Linked DNA regions of Sus scrofa: regions 1 and 3 are each linked to region 2. Evidence: chromatin contacts called from public promoter capture Hi-C data. All regions are on one chromosome and are shown on one strand. The core of a region is the stretch at or near the end of the contact, and the rest is flanking DNA. Distances in the headings are between cores, read along the strand shown. Region 1 holds the start of FAM222B (protein FAM222B). Region 2 holds the start of KIAA0100 (protein KIAA0100 homolog). Region 3 holds the start of FLOT2 (flotillin-2).

Region 1 (2,735 bases), core at 106-2,605, 180 kb after region 2:
ACCGACAGGCTAACAAAAAGTGAAGCTGAAAAGCTGCTATATGCTTTCTGACCTCCAAAACAGAGACAGGGCCTTGAGGCAACCAGGGACCCTTTTACAAAGAACTTTCTTACAATTAAAAAATAACAAATTGTATTCCTCAATGGTCATCCCTCCCAGTTTGTCTCAAGTCAGTTTTCTCAACTCATAATAAAGCACATTAGTACCACCTGTGTTAAAAGAGAACGAACCTCAATGAGCTGTGTTCTTCAGAAAGGCATTTAAAAGATCGGCCCTTCATTCCCTCTTTCCTTCCTCTTGATTTAGGAGCTTATACACACCGTTTGTAAAAGTGCCTGAGAGTATGGTATTTTTCCTACACAAGTCTGATGGCTAATTTGTCACGTAACAGAACAAACTGCTATTTCTGCACGTGATCTGCTGTGCCGATGAAGAAAACATGTCTGTGACTATTGAGGTTTTACAGTACGCTTCGCCCTGACAAAGAAATCGGTCACTCCACTAATAACAGTAATATCTAAAAATCCAGTTATACTGTTAGTGATACAGTAACATCGGCATAGTACTCACAATTTACAGTTTTCATAAACGGTCTCAATCACGTACAAGATGCTTGCAATAGCTCGTTGAAACACGACATCTTCCAGCGGTTCAGAAGGTTAAGTGGGACCTGCCCAAGGTTACCTATCAGCTTTAATCAGCGGTGGACGTGGATTCGAACCTGTCGGACCCTAAGCCCCTAGCTCTTTTCCCTAGACCCCTCCCAGCTTTAAACGACCCCCATCCTCTACCCGGAGCAGCCTATTACTCCGAGCGCCCGGCTCTTCCCTGCCTGGGCCAGAGTTGTCGTCTTCGGCTCCAGCAGGGCTTTCATCCTCCACCATTCTCCCCCCGCGACCAACCTCTGAAAGAAGCGGAAAGGGAGAGGCGACCGAAAGCTCCTGGGGGAAGGGACGTTGACAAACGGGGGAGCGCGGGACGCTGTCCCTGCCGAGGGCTCCGTCACTCTGCAGCGCGTACCCACTCCCTGCCCAAGCTGTCCGGCCCTGGCGCTGGCGTTCTGACCACCCGTGCCCCAAATTCTCCGGTCATCACCTCAAACTGTCCCTCCCCCACGCCCCTTCGCCTCCAACAGGCAAAGCCCACCCCCCGAGTCGGAGTATCCCTGCACCGAGCCACCCCCTTCCCTCCCGTGGCCCACCCCACTTTCACCACCACTCACTGTCGGTGACTGGGCCCGGCCCTCATGGCTGCTCCGTCGCCGCCCGCCGCCGCCACCGCTGCTCCACGCCCCGGCCCCTCAGTTGCTGCCGCCGTCGGGACTGGCCGGGAGCCGCTCGCGCGCCTGCGCAGCCTAGAGTGCCGGGGCCCTCTTGGGCTGCCTGCGCCTGCGCAGCCCGCACCGGGGGCGTCTTCTTCAGTGCCTGATGCCCTGGATCCCTGGGTCTCAGGTGGATATGGCCGCTGGCTTAGAGGACTAGTTAAGCTTTGGGGCTTTGGGCGGCTGTCGCAGTGTCTGAGGCCTCTGGAAGGTAGTGTAGATAACTAAACGCGGTGCCAATAAAGGGCCATAGACTTAATAGCCCTTCCAGGATTCTGGATACCACTTGCACTTAAAGGTCTGAATGCTCTGAGATGACCACTAATAATAAATTTAGGTTCCTTTCAAGAAGAGAATCACATCTCGAATACAGTGAGGGTGATTGTGTAAGAGGCAGCCTTGGCATTTCTAATATGCCACTGACCAGGGGGTGCTCAGAAGCCTTGGGGACCTTGTCAAGGAGGTGACTGCACCTAGAATGCATTGGGACACTGCTAATTTCAGTCTCTTTATCAAGCACATACTTTTTGTTTGTTTGTTTGTGGCTGCACCCACGCTTTTGGAAGTTCCTGGGCCAGGAATTGAATCCCAGCCACAGATACAACCTACACCGCAGCTGCCACAACTCCAGATGGTTTAACCCACGGTGACAGAGGATCAAACCCACACCTCTGTACCACTGCAGTCGGATTCTTAACCTACTGCACCGTGGTAGGAACTCCACAAAAGTTACTCTTGATTCCAGGATCTAGTATGAATGTTTGAACTCTTAATCTAAGATTAAGGATATTTTCCTCATTTTGGAAAGAAGCAGAAACAGGCCCTAGGGTAAAGATTGAGAATGCTGTAAATGGATGCTAAAAGTAATAGCGACTGCTTGTCACTAATATTACTAATTCTTCTGTAAAAGGAGTCAGGAAGATATATACAAATGCATATAATAGAATTCTCAAGTCACTAAGAAACTGAAAGTTACTCCCTGCAGCACCTAGGAAACTGAGAATGTTTTTTTTATTAGATGCTTGTGACTTTTACATATGCAGATGTTAACATGCATACATATGTTGCTGTAGAGAAACAGTGTATAAACTGGCATAATCCCTTCCCTAGAAGGCAAACCTACACAAAGTTTCAGGCTTCCTGGGTGAATAGACTCCCACCTAACTAGGACATATATGTTACTCTTGACATACATAGAGTAAAATATAACAGGTGACAGAGTAGGGTTGTGGGCCATAAACAGGACATTCTATGGGACATCAATCCCAGAGTCTAGCTCCTGGCTTAGAAGGGTTGTCATTACTTGCAAAATATTATCCTTTGGAATGAGAGCAAATTTGACACCACAGGGGGGTTGCACAGGCAGAAAGGAGGAAGAATGAATATTGACATTATATTCTGATGAATGGATGAC
Region 2 (2,898 bases), core at 180-2,679:
TACGAATATGCTGCCCTGTTTCCACTCTTAAATTAAGCTCTTCTACTTCCCATTATCTTTGTTCTGTGCTTCTGTTATCTTTCTTACATGCCCTCGACACTCTGCGCCTTATAAGCATTTTTAACAGAACCACTTGCATCAATTCCAGTATTCCCAAACTAGCTCTAAGATCATCTTGGCAAAGGGGTGCAAGGCTGCGTTAACTAGGAGAGAGAGCCACTACAATTCTTAAAAAAGGAAATCAAAAGTTGAAATTCATTTGGATCAACCCCACATACTACCCAGGGAGTTTCCCAGGACTCTCACCACTGTTTGCTGGTGCTGCTGAAATTTAAGACTAACATTCTGTATCCAAAAAAAGGAGCCAATCTTTAGTTCCGCCTTCAGCTTCCGCTGACACCAACTGGTGGCCAACCGGACCACAAGCCACCTGCAGAAAAATCCTTATGAGTTCATAGGACCCTCTCCCAATTATGGCCTCCCTCACCCCCTGCTGGCCCTAGAACACCTTCCAAAGGACCATGATTTGTAGCTGAATCTTCTGGGCAGCTCTCCTGTCTTCCAAAACACCATTCTGTCATATACATTCATCCGCGCAGATCAGGACCCCAGCCCTGGAGTGTCCCCTCCACCCAGATGAAATCAGACGAACTAAACTGCACCTTCTAAGTTGGAGACAAAGAAAGCAATCCCTCAAATCCTTAGGAACCCCAGAGATAGAGAGAAGACTCCCAAGAGAAGTCGAAGGACAAGCACCCCTGCCAGATGTGCCCATCACATCACCCCAAAGGGTCTCCTTCGCCTTCCAGACAGGTGTCCGCGAGAAGGCACTGTGGGGTCACACCCAGCCGACTCAAATGCCGCTCTCCCTGGGCAGCCAGACCTGTTCCTGCTCCCCAGGGCAGGTTGCAGGTGCCCTTCGCGCTCGCGGAAGAGGACGTTCAGAGGCGAGTGAATGGAAAAAGAAAAGCCGAGCCCCGTCCTCACTCACACCTCCATCCTCCTCCCAATCGTAGCATCTCCTCAGGCCTCGTCCGCTTGCTTGTTCTCCCCCCCACTCCCGGTTCTTCCGAGACAGCTCCGGTCGTACGCCCCCGCTCGATCCCTTTCCTAGTCGCTAGCCCCCTCCTCGGCCCCTCCCCCTCTCCATCTCCCCACCTCTAGCCCCTTCCCCCTCCCGCCCGCTTCTTTCCTGCGCGCGCCCCCTCCTCAGCCTCTCTTCCTTCCCTTCCCACTGTCCCCTCCCCCGCTGTAGCTGGGATCCCCTCACCGGCCTAGGAAGAGGGCGATGAGCGCAACCAACAGCAAGGCCAAGAGCGCGGAGAAGAACAGGGGCATTCCGGCCCCGGCCCGGCCCGGCTCTGGCCCCCGCCCTGCCGGGGCAGCCCCCGCCGGCTCCAAGCTGGGCCGCCACGGGCCGACCAGCAACAAGCGCAGGGACAGCGCGGGGGGAGGAAGCGTTGGCGCGAGTGCGCCCCGCCCCCTCCCGCAGCCAGCCAGCCTGCCAGCTGTCTTTCGGCCCCGCCCGCCCGGCGCCCGCGATCCAGTGGGGCCAACCGGCTGCTAGCGCGAAGTGTAGGCGTGGCTCCGGAAGGAGCGCACTGGGAGCGGCCCTCAAGCCGATTGACACACAGGCCCCGCCTCAGGCGCACCCTTCTGGACCCGGAAAAGCGGAACCGGGTTTACTCGCCAGGGCCTAGGCTCGCCCGGGCCTAGGCTCGCTCCCAGGATGTCAGAGGACCCGGATGGATCGCTTCACTGCGGGGAGATCCTCTCTCAAAGCGTTTCCCAGAGTAGTTGTATAGAGTCTGCGTGGCCACTTAGGGCCTGGACTGAGGCTAATGCCCCAGTTATACCCCTGGGTCATACGAAGTACTTATCCTGTCTTATTCCAGAGCCTTATCCGAACATCATTGAGGAAACCAAGGGGTAATTAAAAGGCCTCAAAAGTCCCACCTCATTCCATTCACAACAGAATGAATTTTTAACTCATTTACTGTTCAAATGTTCTAGTTAATATGTATTGTGCTGCTGTGTGGGCAGCACCATTCTGGACCTTTCCTTGCAGTTTTCAGTTTTCTACTGTCAACAGCAGTCAAAGCACTGCGCTGGAGTGGTATTACAGAAGTAAAGAATAGGAGTTCCCGTCGTGGCGCAGTGGTTAACGAATCCGACTAGGAACCATGAGGTTGTGGGTTCGGTCCCTGCCTTGCTCAGTGGGTTAACGATCACGGCGTTGCCGTGAGCTGTAGTGTAGGTCGCAGACGCGGCTCGGATCCCGTGTTGCTGTGGCTCTGGCGTAGGCTGGTGGCTACAGCTCCAATTCGACCCCTAGCCTGGGAACCTCCATATGCCGCGGAAGCGGCCCAAAGAAATAACAAAAAGACAAAAAAAAAAGTAAAGAATATTGTACTTGGAATTCCTCTGTGGCACGGTGGGTTAAGGATCTGGTATTGTCACTGTAGCTGCCCAGGTCATTGCTGTGGCGTGGGTTTGATCCCTGACCCAGGAATTTCCTCCTGCTGCAGGTAAGACCAAAAAAAAAAAAAAAAAAAAAAAGCTTGTGTGTGTGTGTGTGTGTACATATTGTACATATCTTCCACAAGAACTATCTAAGAACTATCTATATATGTTCTTGCCCTTTGGGAACAATTTATCTGGAAAGCAAACATCATTATGTGAAATAGAGAATTCAGTCAACTTTATTTTACCTGTTTCTCTGTGAAATGCAACAGGACAAATGTTCCTTCCAACTCTAGTGCAGTGATGCTAACACAGTACAAGCTAAAGAAATTCTAAGGATTTAAAAATAAATACCTCATATCCCTTTGCTCTGACATCCTCATCTCCATAAACTCCTTCAGGATTTCACTTGGGGACTTTCTTTCCCACTCCTTC
Region 3 (3,034 bases), core at 75-2,574, 230 kb after region 2:
GAGGTGTAGGTTTGGCCTCAGTGCTCTCTGGGGGTCTCCCTAGTGACCTTACGGCTAGCTCTGGTTTTCAGGGAGGTAAAGAATCTTAAATTCCCCCACAGGGGTAAGGTCTTAGTGAGGGAGAGTGGGGATTTCCTGTCCCAGGGAAATCAATTTTGAGATCCACACTGAGCCAGAGGCCATGTTCTGGGGTGAAAGTTTCCAATGGATTCATCACACCTCTCAAAGGTGGACAGCTTCCTGCCCTGGCCCAGCACACCCTCTTCTGCTCAATTCTAGAGCCAGCCCTAACGACTCTGTGCACAGGCGGAGAATCCACACTGACAGTGGGAAGTAAAGACAGGAGGGATTCCTGCAGCTACAGGCCTCCAAGCTGTCAGGAAACAGGCCCTCTCCCCAGCACCTGTGAGCTTGGGCTGCACAAATTGATGGCTTGAAAGGCTCCAGCCTCTTCCTCAAATTCCCAAATATACAACATACACAGCAGCCTTAGGACAAGATCCCTCTCATCTCCCCAATACTGCAGTCCCCCGGCCCCACCTAAGCTCACAGAAATTCTGGAGCCTGCAGCATTTTGCAACCTGAGCGACACAGCCCAGAGCCCGGTTTCGCAACCTGTAGAGGCCGCACCCGCGTTTCCCAGGCGGGCAGTGCCAATAAACCAGCACGCCCCAGCCTGCTGGGAATTAACGGGTCTGTGCCCAGATGGGCACCTGCCTTCCAAGGCTGCGTGACCCACCCTAGTCCCGGGCGCTGGCATCCAGCCAAACTGTGTTCCCGGAACCCCAAGGCTTCAGTTCAGGACCCCCTAGGCCACAGGGGCGACCCTGCTAGGGGAGGAGACGAAGGAAGGAGGGAATAAACACCGGCAAACACGCAGCGGGGGAAGGCGGGGGGAGAGCCCGGCGAGTGCCCGAGAACGCGGGGCAGGAAGGTGGAGCACAGGGGTCCCTCCTGAAAGGGTCTCAGGTGCGGCCCGGGAAGCCGCGGACTCAGGCCCCACCTCCCGCGCTGCCCCCCACCCGCGGAGCCCCTCCCCGTCCGCTGCCCAGCCCGGTCCCCGCCCTCCCGGGCACGGCCCCCCGCCCCAAACGTCTCCGGCCCCCCTCCCCCGCCGCCCCCTCACCTGAAACCACCAGCGCCTCGTTGGGCCCCACCGTGTGGCAATTGCCCATGGCGCCGGAGGGACGGAGGGCCCTCGGGGGGCCGCCGAGACCTGGACAGCAGCAGCGGGCCCGCACCGCCGGCCGCGCCCAGCCTATCCCGCCACCCCCAGCGGCCGCCCGCCGGCGCCCCTCCGCGGCCGCAGCCTCGCCGGAAGTGTGGCGGCGGAGGGCGGGGCCGGCGTGTGGAGGGAGGCGGCCCGAGCCAGGCTGTCAACACGCTCGATTTTAATTTTCAAAGTATTTGGCCCAGCCTGCCCGGCCTGTGGAAGTTCCCAGGCCAGAGATCGAACCCGGGTCGCAGCAGTGACAACGCAGGATCCTTAACCTGCTGTGCCATCAGGGAGCTCTTCAAGTGGTTGTATTACACAGAGCTGGCATCGTGGGGGCTCGGCCCTCAAGCAGTCCTGAAGGCGTTCCTTGGGGAGCCTGGATAACAACTGCCACGCCCCGCCTCGCCTCCCAGCACCCACCTTACAGGGGTGGGCCCTGGAGTCAGCCCGCCTGGGCCTGGGCTCCGATCTCAGTCCCTGCTCTTTCTAGCGGAGATCCGGAACGAGTTCCCTCTCTGGCTGCCTAGTCCCGCCTCTGGAAAGTGGGAATAATGTAACTAGGTGATCGCAAAGGGCACAACTGAACAATTCTCCATACTGATGGTGCATCAGATTAAAAATGCCCAGGCCTCCATCATCCAGGGCTGAGTGTTCCTCAGGGTAGAGCCTGGAGATAAGAAATTCAAATTCCTGAGGAGCAGCATCTGGCACAACCGCCCCCCCTCCCCGCCCCCCGGGCTTACTGTCACTCTCAGGAAGAAATCATCACCCTTTATTTCCTTCAACCAGGAAAAGAGCTCTCCAGGACATATACCTTGAAGCCCCCACAAAGTGACCATGGAGGTAAAAATCTCAACCACCTCAGTGTCCAGTGCATGACCATAGCCTGGTACATGGCTAAGGCTTTCAAGGATCACCCAGAGCCTTAGAAAGCTTCCCAGCCCGGAGGTTAGGAGGCTTGGGGCTCTGGTTCAGCTTTAACTGGAATTCGGCGTGTGACCTTGGACAAGTCTGGTGAACTCTGAGGGCTGGTGTAGGGTTCAGAAGCTGCGGGCTCCTCAGGGTGGGGGCTGCTCAGAGAAGATGGGACTCCTGGGTCCACAGGCTGGGGCTCTTCATCAGATTCAGCATCTTCCCCTGGCTCAAGCCCTGCCAGCCTTTTGCTGGCCTCCCACAGCCGATGGGCTGCCCGGTCGTCTCTGGCGGCTGGGGGCACCTCTTCCACATGGCAGTTGGCAAAGTATCTCCCACTGAGGGGCTCAATGCCCTCCTGCAGAGCGCAGTACAGAGGTGTCTGGGCACCCCCTCGTGGTGCCCGCAGCACCAGCCAAGCCAGTGGGCACAAAAGTGGGCGTAGCCATCTGGGAACGTGGCGTAGGAACAACTCTGAGTTGACGGGACCTGGGAACAGGAAGAAAGGAAGGAGAGGGAGAAGAGTGGGTAAGGGCTCATGGTAAAAGCAGCAAGAACAGGGTTAGAAGGGAGGAGGGAACAGAGTCCAATTCCAGGGGAACCAGGGTAAGATTTACCAGGCATTCAGGGCCCCACAAGCCAAGCTAACTCATTTCTTTTTCTTTTTTTTTTTTTTTTTTTTTTGTCTTTTTAGGGCCACACCTGTGGCATAAGGAAGTTCCCAGACTAGGGGTCAAATTGGAGCCACAGCAACTGCCAGATCCACGCCTCAACTGCAACCTACACCACAACTCATGGCAACGCAGGATCCCTAACCCACTGAGCAAGGCCAGGAATCGAACCTGCATCCTCATGGATTCTAGTTGAGTTCCTTAACTGCTAAGCCACAATAGGAACTCCCAACAT

What was found. Promoter capture Hi-C pulls out the DNA fragments that hold promoters and counts their contacts.
Region 1: a promoter capture Hi-C map of liver shows a contact between it and region 2, with 2.6 times the contacts expected there. The contact joins the promoter of FAM222B here to the promoter of KIAA0100 in region 2. A contact is called at or near these places in 2 of 5 promoter capture datasets (fetal liver and liver), 1 of 47 Hi-C or Micro-C datasets (liver) and 1 of 2 datasets of contacts at active chromatin or transcription factors (alveolar macrophages).
Region 3: a contact with region 2 is called in a promoter capture Hi-C map of liver, with 2.7 times the contacts expected there. The contact joins the promoter of FLOT2 here to the promoter of KIAA0100 in region 2. A contact is called at or near these places in 1 of 5 promoter capture datasets (liver) and 1 of 2 datasets of contacts at active chromatin or transcription factors (alveolar macrophages).

The regions. Positions count from the first base shown.
Region 1 is chr12:45,074,832-45,077,566 of Sscrofa11.1, forward strand. FAM222B (protein FAM222B) reads right to left here and starts at 1,356. Exons shown (of 3, transcript XM_021067489.1): 1 at 1,223-1,356.
Region 2 is chr12:44,892,039-44,894,936 of Sscrofa11.1, forward strand. It overlaps KIAA0100 (protein KIAA0100 homolog), which reads right to left and starts at 1,430. Exons shown (of 43, transcript XM_003131765.5): 1 at 1,271-1,430; 2 at 307-430. The coding sequence starts at 1,338.
Region 3 is chr12:45,119,179-45,122,212 of Sscrofa11.1, forward strand. FLOT2 (flotillin-2) reads right to left here and starts at 1,325. Exons shown (of 11, transcript XM_021067496.1): 1 at 1,127-1,325. The coding sequence starts at 1,175. It overlaps DHRS13 (dehydrogenase/reductase SDR family member 13), which reads right to left. Exons shown (of 5, transcript XM_021067495.1): 5 at 1,968-2,617. The coding sequence ends at 2,166.